Linked DNA regions of Mus musculus: region 2 is linked to region 1. The links are chromatin contacts, called in public promoter capture Hi-C maps. All regions are on one chromosome and are shown on one strand. Each heading gives the region's core, a stretch centred on a gene start, on an enhancer-like site or on the middle of the called end of the contact. The rest is flanking DNA. Distances are from core to core; before and after follow the strand shown.

Region 1 (5,568 bases), core at 811-3,310:
GATACTGTCAATAAGGGCTAGATGTGGGTATTTCTCAGAGAAATTTAGAGAAGCCTACCTCCCTTGTATCCTGGTGGTTAGGCCGGGTTTGCCTGGCTGACCTCTCTGTAGTCATCTTTGAGATGTTGGACTACACACACACACACACACACACACACACACACACACACACACACACAGAGTCCTCCTTTCCCTTCATCTCAAAGTGGGAAGCACAAGCACACACTGTAGATAAATGGTCTTCGGACCGCTGGAGCCACTGGCCAGTGTGGGCTCGTGGCATTCTGGAGAACTCTTAAAGTCCAAGCAACCTGAAAGAAAGAGGTAGAAACAGGCACTGGGATAGCCACCTAGATGTGTGACTGGCACACATCATTCATTCAGACCATTATCCTTCACAACGTGTCTGATCACTCTTCCTCAGCCTCTCTCACACTTCCAAGACTGCAAACCTGTGTTAAGGCTGAGTGACAGGGCACACCTGATGTTGTGCTGGCACGGAAGGAATTCCTCTAAGTCCGTTTTCTATTTTCGGAGATGTAACTGGATCCCCACCAGACTTCGGCTATTATCTTAAAAACAAGGGGAAAGACTACTGTCCATTCGTGACTGGGACGCGAGAAAGCGCCTCCCCAGCCTGTGGTTTTCCTTCCTTACCTATGCTGGAAGGAGAAGATGCAGGTAACGGCTGTAAGGGTAGGAAGGACAAAGGAAGACAGGAAAAAAAAAAAAAAAAGAGGTTGTATCCACGAACCATGTTCATGGATACAACCATGTACTCTGGTGCTTGATTCATACACCTCACTAAGCAAAAATAAGCAAATACAAGTCTCACACATTGTACATATATAAGCATACCTGGGTTTCTGAACAGCACACTTGCGCAGTATCACGTGTGTCTTTAAGAACAGATTTTTGCCCCGTGCCTTCCACGCGTGACACTTGTGCACGCAACAGTCCCCAAAGCCCCTCAGCAACATCCTCGTCTGTGTCCAAGCCAGAGTACAAGGGATACCACTTGATCTTTAAAACACACACCCAAATTGTGGGATTGCAAGGCGAGTTCCAAGGAGAAAGCTGGTCCCTACATCCACCTCAGCACAGAGAAGCGAAACGTCCGATGCCAGTGAGCGGTACTCCTGGGTGTCTCTTCCCAGCGATCCTCTCCCCAGCCTCAATTGGGCTCAGAGAGCTCGAGGGACAGAGCAGGCCGAAGCTTCTGCCTTCCGTGACACGAGCTCTGAGCTGGTTTACCTCCAGCTGCCGCAAAGTTCGGCCACTCCACCCCGGTCCGGCCCCCTTGCCATCTCGCCCCTCCCTAAGCCTCAAAGCTAGAAGTCTAGCCCCAGCACAGCCCGAAGCACAGAGCAAAGGGTTTTGTTTTCTTTCACCTGAAAGCTGCCCAGAGGCTTGGATCACCTCTCCTCGCTGGGGTCAGCATTCCCGGGGCACTGGCAGGGCGCAGCGAGCCCCAACCAGGGCTTTTCGGCGAAGCAAACACCCGCAGATTTTCAAGACTCGTAAGAGCGTGAGGCAGGCTGTTGGCTGGGCCCGGGAGGCTCCGGAGGCTCGGGAAGGCCGGTCCAAGTTCTGCCGGCCGTTTAAAAAAAAAAGGAGACTTAGAGATGAACTCGCCCGTGCGCTGCTGGCTGCCCCGCTATAGGGGCGAAGGCCCCTGACGCAAGCGGAACTCTGCGGAGCCCATACGAATCAGAACGGAGCGAGGCTCCTGGCGCACTAGGGACTCCAGGAGGCGGCTGCGCCAGAGACGCGGGTCGCGCCTCGGGGAAACCGGGCGGTGGGGGGAGGGGAGAGCTCAGCCAAGAAAACCCACCGAGGCGGGGACTGGCCTGGGCGGGGAGGGGCGGCGGGGCCGGAGCCCCTCGCTGTTGGGCAGACTCCCGATGGCCAGAGGCTGACTTCCACTCCCGCAGACCGCTCCCCGGGGGGAAAAGAGAAGAGAGTGAGAGCCGCGCGAGGCCTCCGGTCCCCGCAGCCTGCAGAAGTTAGAGGCTCTGCGCCGAGCGCACACTCCTGCGCCCGCCTGCAAGGCGAGCCTGCACCAGGAGAGCACAGCCTCCGGGCTGCCCGGCCGCGGAGAGCCGGCTTTTGTCATGATGGCCAGCTACCCCGAGCCCGAAGACACGGCGGGGACCCTGCTGGCTCCGGAGAGCGGACGCGCAGTCAAAGAGGCCGAGGCGTCGCCGCCGAGTCCCGGCAAGGGAGGCGGGACAACACCGGAGAAACCAGACCCCGCGCAGAAGCCCCCGTACTCGTACGTGGCGCTCATCGCCATGGCGATCCGCGAGAGCGCCGAGAAGAGGCTCACTCTGTCCGGCATCTACCAGTACATCATAGCCAAGTTCCCGTTCTACGAGAAGAACAAGAAGGGCTGGCAGAATAGCATCCGCCACAACCTCAGCCTCAACGAGTGCTTCATCAAGGTGCCGCGCGAGGGCGGCGGCGAGCGCAAGGGCAACTACTGGACGCTCGACCCGGCCTGCGAGGACATGTTCGAGAAGGGCAACTACCGGCGCCGCCGCCGCATGAAGCGGCCCTTCCGGCCGCCGCCCGCTCACTTCCAGCCCGGCAAGGGGCTCTTCGGGAGCGGAGGAGCGGCGGGTGGCTGCGGCGTGCCCGGAGCTGGGGCCGATGGCTATGGCTACCTGGCGCCACCCAAGTACCTGCAATCGGGGTTCCTCAACAACTCCTGGCCCCTGCCGCAGCCTCCCTCGCCCATGCCCTACGCCTCCTGCCAGATGGCGGCGGCTGCGGCGGCCGCTGCTGCAGCCGCTGCAGCCGCCGGCCCGGGCAGCCCCGGTGCAGCCGCGGTGGTCAAGGGGCTGGCGGGCCCCGCCGCCTCCTACGGGCCGTACTCGCGCGTGCAGAGCATGGCGCTGCCTCCGGGCGTCGTGAACTCCTACAACGGCCTGGGGGGCCCTCCTGCCGCACCACCGCCGCCGCCACCGCCGCCGCACCCTCACCCGCACCCTCACGCACATCATCTGCACGCGGCCGCTGCGCCCCCGCCAGCCCCGCCACACCACGGGGCTGCCGCGCCTCCCCCGGGTCAGCTCAGTCCCGCCAGCCCGGCCACCGCCGCGCCCCCGGCACCCGCGCCCACGAGCGCGCCCGGCCTGCAGTTCGCCTGCGCCCGGCAACCCGAGCTCGCCATGATGCATTGCTCATACTGGGACCACGACAGCAAGACGGGCGCGCTGCACTCGCGTCTGGATCTCTGAGTGCCAACGCGCGCGGGAGCGGTCCCCCACCCCTATCCCGGGAGTGGAGGAGCCGAGCTCGGGTCGCAGCCGCAGCAGCCAGCCTGACAGCGCGCACTCCGGGACAGCTTCTGGATGCAGAGCCCTCGAGCGGTCTGCCCTTCCTCGGTCCGCCCCGCTCCTGCGACTCCGCTTTGTCGCCTCCGCTGCTCCTCCGGTGCTCTTCCCCGCCGCGGCCTCTGCTTTCCCGTGCTGCTGGCCGGAGGCCGCCCACTCCGTGCTTTCCGCGGGCCTCCTCTCCTCACCGCAGGGAGTGAGTCCCCGGCCGAGGTGCGGTCGAAGTGTCTGAGACGCAGCTTACCTCTTGGCCCTCTCTTCCAGGTCGGTGGACTCAAGCTCGATTTTATTTTTAATTCCCCACCCCGACTGTCTGCGACTAGAAGCGCTAGGCTGCTGGGGGAAGAGGGACCCACACTACCGGAGAATGGAAAGAACGTGTCTGGTCGCTCTGCGATCCCTCCTGGAACTGATCAGAAGCCGCTTGCAGAGGGGCCCACTGGGCGGGGCGGGGGTTGAGCCCCAGGCTGGAGCAGGGACAGCCTCGTTCCGCGGCCTGCAACCGAGTTCTCATCCCCCGCTCCTTGTGAGGCCGTGGTGCCTCCGCTCCGCAGAGCACCGCATAGGGCACCTCCAGGCCAGGTCTTTATGAAAAAGATTGGTGAGGCTTTTGAAAATATTAAAAAATACTTTTTAAAGAAAAAAAGAAAGAGGGAGAGAATAAAACATTCATGGGGGGGTGGGGAGGAGAAATGTAATGGCCTTGGAGTTTGCTAAAACCAAACAACAAAATCAAAAGTTTTGGTTTTCTTCATCGACCCTGCTGGGAAATTTGTGTAAGAATTCCCGTGGTGACTTCATTAGGCTGTGTTCAGAGGGAGGAGAAAATAACTAGCTAAAATAAGGTTTCCACTACAAATTAGGAATTTCTTTTCTATTTAAAAGTTGAACTCAAAACAAATTTCCCCGGATCTTCCGATTCTGCCCCGGATGCCAGAAGAGATCTCTGCCTGGCTGGTACACACCGCCCAGATGACACTCCTATCCCTGATTTTTGTTTTTCCAATGTCTTGTTTCTTCCACCTTCGGAAGGAGAAATGTGAAACTCGTCATGGCCGGCCCACACGGGCTTGTGGCCCCAGCCGGCTGGCCCGAAATCCCGTGACCTGGTGGTTGAGTAATGTCTTTCGGGGACCAAATTTTCTAGAGGGAACTAGAGCACTTTTGTTGTGTTTGTACGTGTGTGAGGGCGTCCCTTGTCAATTCCCAAATAAATTTTTTTGTTTTTTGTTTTTCTTTTAACACGGACTTGCATTGTTTCTTTTACACCGTAGTTCAGCAGCTAGCTAGCTAAGAGAGCGAGCCTTTCAAGAAAAATTGTGTTCTTTTAAAAAGTGACACAAACAAGAGTTGAGGACAACCCGGGTGGCAGGCGCTTTGGGCTGTCGCTGCTGCTTTGTTTTTCAGGAGATTGTTTGTTTTTCTGTGTCATCGTTTGTCTGTTGCGGCTGTTTCACACCGGCAAAGATACCCGGCCCTCGCTAGAGGCTACTGTAGGCAAGGTTTGTTCTCGTTTTGCGTTCGTGTAAGTTTATATTTTGCCTCTTACATAATTGTACTAGGTGCGTACGCTGTGTTTCCACTGCTATCCTCATACGTCTAAGAATTTTTTTGTCAAAAATATATGTAACATTTTTTAATATAAAATCCAGATTTCAGAAACACCTTGGAAGCTGCAAGCTTTTCTACAGTGTAATCGGTGATTTGTCGTACCGTTGTTTTTAGCAATTGGCATTCATTTATCTTGAAATAAGTGTAGGAAACTTGGTGTTTCAGGTGGGACTTAGTGTACAATATGCTACGGAGGTGGGCTTTTGCTTTCTCTTTACTGAGCTCCATCAAATAACGAATTAAGACCCATGCTCTCAAGAAGATACAAAAGGTGTTTGACCTGGTTGCAGATGAAATCTCTCTGGTTGACTAGAGGTGGCTGGCCTTCAGTTTTCCAATGGGGTGACAGATATTGGATCCGGCAGTGAGTGGCTGAGGGTTCGTGCAACAGGAGTTTAGATCCCATGCATAACCATGAATCTGTCACCTGCCTCTCTCTCTACCTGGATAAGAGACAGGTCCAGAGGAACGAGCTGGGAGAAGCTAAGAGCTTAAGGGTGTGAACCTATGGGTCCTCATTTCAGCTAACCGAAGGTCTAACCTTAGGAATGTCAGGGTGATATCTAGATTATAATGTTGCTGGGATCAAGGGAAGCCTGTTCGGCTCAGAATGCACTCT
Region 2 (5,568 bases), core at 964-3,463, about 24 Mb after region 1:
ATCCCGGCTGTTGTGTGTTTTCTCAACAGGGCGTGACCCTGTAGACAAGCAGGGCTCGAAGTCAGGGACCTACCCCAATTCAGACACTGTCGCGAACACTCCCTACACTACAAGGCGTGTCAGTCTCTGCATCAGCCACTCTGGGCTGCCTCTCTCAATGGTACTCAAGGGTCGGACACGTGAAAGTCCAGGATCTGATACCACACATCTCCAGCTGTGCCGGACCCAACGTGTGTGTGTGTGTGTGTGTGTGTGTGTGTGTGTGTGTGTGTTGCATTTAACTCCACCATCATTCCCAGATATGCAACATAAAGCATTGAAGGGAGAGGGAGGCAAAAACAAAAAAATTAGGATCTACAGTTTCAAGTTCAAAATCACAACCTTGAGACTCTGAAGGAGTATTCACCTCCTTCCTGTCTAGGCTACCGGATATCATATCTTTGAATACACGCCAGACCCTCAGGAATTATCTCTTCGGGCGATGCCACAAGTGAGCAGTATTCTCTCAACTTCCCAGATCCTTGCTAAAAAGGTGTGTGTGTGTGTGTGTGTGTGTGTGTGTGTGTGTGTGTGTGTGTGTAGTGGATTATTTTCCCCCTTTTATATATAGTGTAGTTTTGAGAAGGGCAGCGAGGCATCTGCTTGGAAAATAATATACTTCTTAATTTGACAGGCCCCTCTCTCCCATGGTAGCTTTTCGGAGTCCTCCAAAGTTCTGTCTAGCGTTGGTGCCCGAAGCTTTGCATGCAGTTAAGCTTCCTACTAAGCAAACCTGCTGGACATTTGTCCTGTGCCCAGGGAAGCACACAAGTGTCATGAAGGGGTTGGGGAAAGACCCTCTGGGTTAAGGGAGGCGTTGCTTCGCGGGTAGAGGTTGAGAGGGAAGTTGGAGTGCAATGGGACCATTAAGTCCCACCTTCTTCCCCCATCTGTGCTTTGGACTATGCGGTTTCTGCCTTGGCCAAAAACCGCATCCACGTCCAAATACAGTACAAAACTCTCTTGGACAGAAGTTAGAAAGAAGCCAGTGTAGAGAGAGACAGTTTGCTTCTAATAATCTCATAAGAATGCCCACAGTATGGCCCAAGTGGCGAGCAGATTCACGGTCCCCATGTGCTGCTGGGGTTGTCGCAGACGCGTCCACGGGCGTCGCAGCGGACGTGACACCGCATTTTCTCTGAATTCCTGCCATCTAGGATGGTGCAACCAAGGGAGGGGGTCATGGGGAAGCAGAGTGCAAGGCTGCAGAATCCGTTCTCTGCAGAGAACTGGAGCGAGCATGGAACAGCGCAACTCCGAGGGCGTTCACATTCGAGAGAAAAGCAACGCCCGGTCGTGGGTGGTTAATTGCCGGCTTCCCACAACCATGAGGCACGTCCCTGGCGGCGTCACTACCTTATGTTTTAATTTGACCTTTATTGGATCTTTGCTCCCCTGGGCTGAGGACTGGACTTGCACTCAGAAGACCACTGCCCTCTCTGGGGAGGGTGGGCCTTCTACTGCGGTTCCCTTCTCCTGAGGGAGCCTGTTCGAGTTCAGAACCTTGTAGACCTTGGAGTTATCAGGCATTCCCGGGCGTGGTCTAGTCGTGGGTTGCGGGGTTTTCTAGCCTTGGAACTGGGCGGTGTCTGCAATGCATCGCATCGCCTTAAGCTGTTCTCGGGTACTCACTCTCGCCGGTGCGCAGAAAGAGACAGAGAGGGGAGGGGTCACGCTTGACTATGAAGTGCCGGTGGGGTCTATTCAGAGTGTCAGTGTGTGTGTGTGGGGGGGGGGGGGGCTGCAGCAGAGGAGGGAGGGTTCTACTGCCAAGGGCAGGGCGGAGGACTGTGAAGGCCGGTTGGTAGTGTGAATGCCTTCCCAGGTTCAGCTGCGGTGATCACCCGGCACTGCAGCTAAAGGAGCTGGTTGCACCTTGCGTGCTCCCCCGCCTTCCCTGTGTTCCCCGGCTTTTCCGGGAGGAAAGATGGGGTGCCCATAGCGGGTGGGGCGCGCCGGCTGCCCAGTCGGGCGGTCACGTGTCCCCCTCCCCCTCCTACTGCAGCGGGAGTTCCAATCAGAGCGCGCCAGGGGGCTCCTCCCGGGCAGGAACCACCGGGCTCCGCGGCGCGGGGTGGGCCGCCATCACCTGACCGCCCGCCCCCGCCCCCCGCGAGTAAGGGGCGGTGGTAGCGTCTGCTCGGTTACAAATGGCCCCTCCCGCCCCGCTCGCCCGCTCGCTCGAGCTCGGCGCGGACCCGCCCGGGAGCGCTCCTCGCAGCAGCTGCCCGGGTTCCCACCGCCCTACCGGGCGCGAGCGATCAGACTACCTCGGAGGGCGCGCTCAGACACCCAGATGTCCGGCCACCTCAGTGGGTACCCTCGGCACCCTGTGATCCGACCACCCGCGGAGGCGCGCTAGCCCTCTGGGTGGGCGTGCTGGGCTTCTCTGCGGCGGAAGTCTGGACCACAGATTGTGACTTCTTTTCTAGCAGTAGGTGAGTGCCCAGCGGGAGCGCAGGCATGGGATGCCCTCCTACTGTGTGGGAACCCCGGGATCCTCTAGGGCACAGGAGGTTTGGTGTAATGACTAAGTCAAGCTTGCAGAACAAGTCCGAAGTCACTCGCCTTCTGGGCCTCTTTTTCGAGTTTCCCCAGTCCCTGGTTTGGGAAAGCGCTTTGATTTGAGGAATTCTTGTCTTGAGATACTTGACAAAGGTTGAAAAGACACTCAGATAGGAGCCGGGAGCTCTAGCTAGCTGGCGCAGGCTGGGTACACCCGGCGTGTTTGAATGTGGGGGGCGGGGGCCCTTTTGAGAATCAGCCCTGGGTAGGGCTAGGGCGAAGCCTCTGCGTTGGTCCCGTCACTCTGTCCCCAAAAGCCACTTGAAATGCCAAGGAGAGAAGAAACAGTGGCTGTAGATGTTGCTAACCAGCTAACCCCCTCCGTTTCTGATCTACCCCTGTGCTGCAGGTTATTCTGCCAAGGATGTGTGAGACTTGGAAGCGCCTAGGATACACCATTTTTACTTTATGACTTTTTGGCAGAAAATATGCGTTAAAGTGTTGAATTACGAGGGAAGATGGAGAAAATAACTTAATTCGCGTTTTTGTAAAGTTTTTGTTTTAAATGCAAGGCAGTAGAGATGTAGGTATTTGAGTCATATTTTGCGACTATACTTTTGGCTTTATGGTCCATATGTTCCTTATAACCTTTCAAACAAAACCCTAGGGAAAAAAATAGAAATAAATAAAAACCAAGGTGTGTGTGTGTGTGAGAGAGAGAGAGAGAGAGAGAGAGAGAGAGAGAGAACACAGGACTTCTGGGGAACAGAAGACAACCTCCTTTGATGAGTACAGTGATGGCCAATTTAATTTGTCATGTGCCACTGAAGGGGATGTCAAGCTGATAACATGCAGACTGGAGAGAAAATGAAGTAGGAGTTGCCCCTAGAGGAAGAAATAAGCCCTGATCCAATTACGCTGGGGAGAGAGCTGAAGGCTAGCCCTTCTGCACTGGAGCTGAGTCTTCTCAGTGGAGGTGGAAGGGTGCAGTTTGGGATACAAGCTCTGAATTCAGACACCCAGCAGCATAAAGGTGTGTGTGTGTGTGTGTGTGTGTGTGTGTGTGTGTGTGAGAGAGAGAGAGAGAGAGAGAGAGAGAGAGAGAGAGAGAGAATGGGTGTGTCCAAAGACAGCTCTTACCCATTTACTCTAGCTGCACTTGCTGAAGGGTTGAGAGGTGTGCTGACTCATAAGGCTGCCAGCAGAGCTTAGCACAGTTAGATTTCACTTCTAGACCTTAACCACATTATATATATATATATATATATATATATATATATATATATATATTATAAATATATATAATATATATATATATATATTCATTCTTATCAGTCTCCTCCCTAGGAGATTTTCCTTGGGCTTTTAGATTCACCCCCTTCATTTTGATAACCACCATCTGCACTGGTGCACACATCTCATTTGGCCTGACACAAAGGTTTTCATCTCCCTTGTAACATTAGAAACAGTGACAGTCTTAACCACCCCATTATGTTCAAGGTATTTGTGGAGAATATTGGAAAACCAGAATGTGAACAATTCAGTTTTCTGAACAGCAGAGAATCTCTTTGCCATTACACTGCAAGACCAGGGAGCCCCACCCTTCTTCTGAGTGTCTGCATGACACCAGGGAAGGAACCCTGCAATTGCAGCAGTGCAGGGCGAGGCAGCATCGGGCTCTGTGATGCCTGTGCTCATGTGCACTAATGTTGGAGAGGGGCTTCGACTCCTGTGCAGCCTTCAAAACCTAATATTACTCCACTTCACCTGTCAGCTTCGCAAACCAGTATTTGTAATAACTCTGAGAGGCTGATTTTGTTGGAGAAGACAGAGTGAGAACTGCTTCTAAACTTTAAGGTCGGGGAGGCTGAAAGACACGTCGAGAACAAACATCAAAGGCGTTGGATCTCCTGATAAGATTTCTTAATAAAAATAAGGGTTTGGGTTTTTAGTGTCTTTTTGTTTGTTTGTTTTTTAATGAGGTTTTCAGGTAATATACAGAATAAGCCAGCATGTGTGATAGTTAAGCATCCGGTATCTTCATGAGAACAGGAAGAAGAAATAAATGGATGCACTAGCCCTTTACTGCAAGCTCCACCAAGAAGAACTGAGTCAGGACATGCCACATATGATTAGAGGAAGCCACCTCTGCAAAGACAAGATTTCAAATCTATAGGAAAGAGTATTATAAGCCCTTTGAAGAAAGAGGCGTTCTGAATTCATAATTCCTAATTCTCACTGCCACCGTCTGTGTATCATCCGCACAGACAGCAGGGCTGACCAAGAAGAAGAGAAATTTAAATCATTTTTACTTTCTTTAAAAAAATTTTTTCTCTAGAAAGATGCCCATTTGGCTACCTACCATCCATTCTTAAAGTAGATACGTTATTTAAAAGGAAGAAAAAGACATTTCTCACCTGACAGCTAGAATGAGATAGCACATTTCCAGATCTGGCTGGACCTGTTAGCACTTACCTCAGCCATTATTCCGAGTGAAAATTGCATGTTTCTTTTTAAAGCGATAATTTAAGTTCAAAGCTCCTTCTGTCCCCCCAACACACACACCTTCCCCCTTACATTATCTTCCCCTCTTTTAAATCTACAAAACACAACTACAAATCCCAGCACCTTGAAGGCTTTGAGTCCCTGGAACAAGCAATCAGGTAAATTGTCTGTGATTGCAGGTCATTCTAAAACTCAAATCGATTTCAGTAGCTTCAGGATTCACAAGGGCAGATCCTGGCTCTAGCGCTCAGTTTCAGGATTCACAAGGGCAGATCCTGGCTCTAGCGCTCAGCTTGGATGCTAGTGCCTGGGCAGCCATGCTTCAGAGAGTCTTTTCCTAAGACATCAGTAATTATCTGAGGAAGCTGGCACTGTCTACTTGCTTGCTGTTGATTTTACTGTGAGAAGGTTCCAGAATATTACTGCCTTGAGTTCCTACAGTAGATATATAAACTGCATTGTGTGAGGAACATTCCAGAACATCTCAATGAAGCCAGCGACCTGGCTGAATTAACACCT

The links. Promoter capture Hi-C pulls out the DNA fragments that hold promoters and counts their contacts.
Region 2: a contact with region 1 is called in a promoter capture Hi-C map of cranial neural crest. The contact joins the promoter of 9530059O14Rik here to the promoter of Foxl2 in region 1.

Annotation. Positions count from the first base shown.
Region 1 is chr9:98,953,547-98,959,114 of GRCm38.p6, forward strand. It overlaps Foxl2 (forkhead box L2), which reads left to right and starts at 2,061. Exons shown (of 1, transcript NM_012020.2): 1 at 2,061-4,580. The coding sequence starts at 2,115. The coding sequence ends at 3,242. Foxl2os (forkhead box L2, opposite strand) reads right to left here and starts at 1,764. Exons shown (of 8, transcript NR_003248.3): 1 at 859-1,764; 2 at 658-688; 3 at 482-572; 4 at 59-311.
Region 2 is chr9:122,570,288-122,575,855 of GRCm38.p6, forward strand. 9530059O14Rik (RIKEN cDNA 9530059O14 gene) reads left to right here and starts at 2,214. Exons shown (of 2, transcript NR_015610.2): 1 at 2,214-2,477.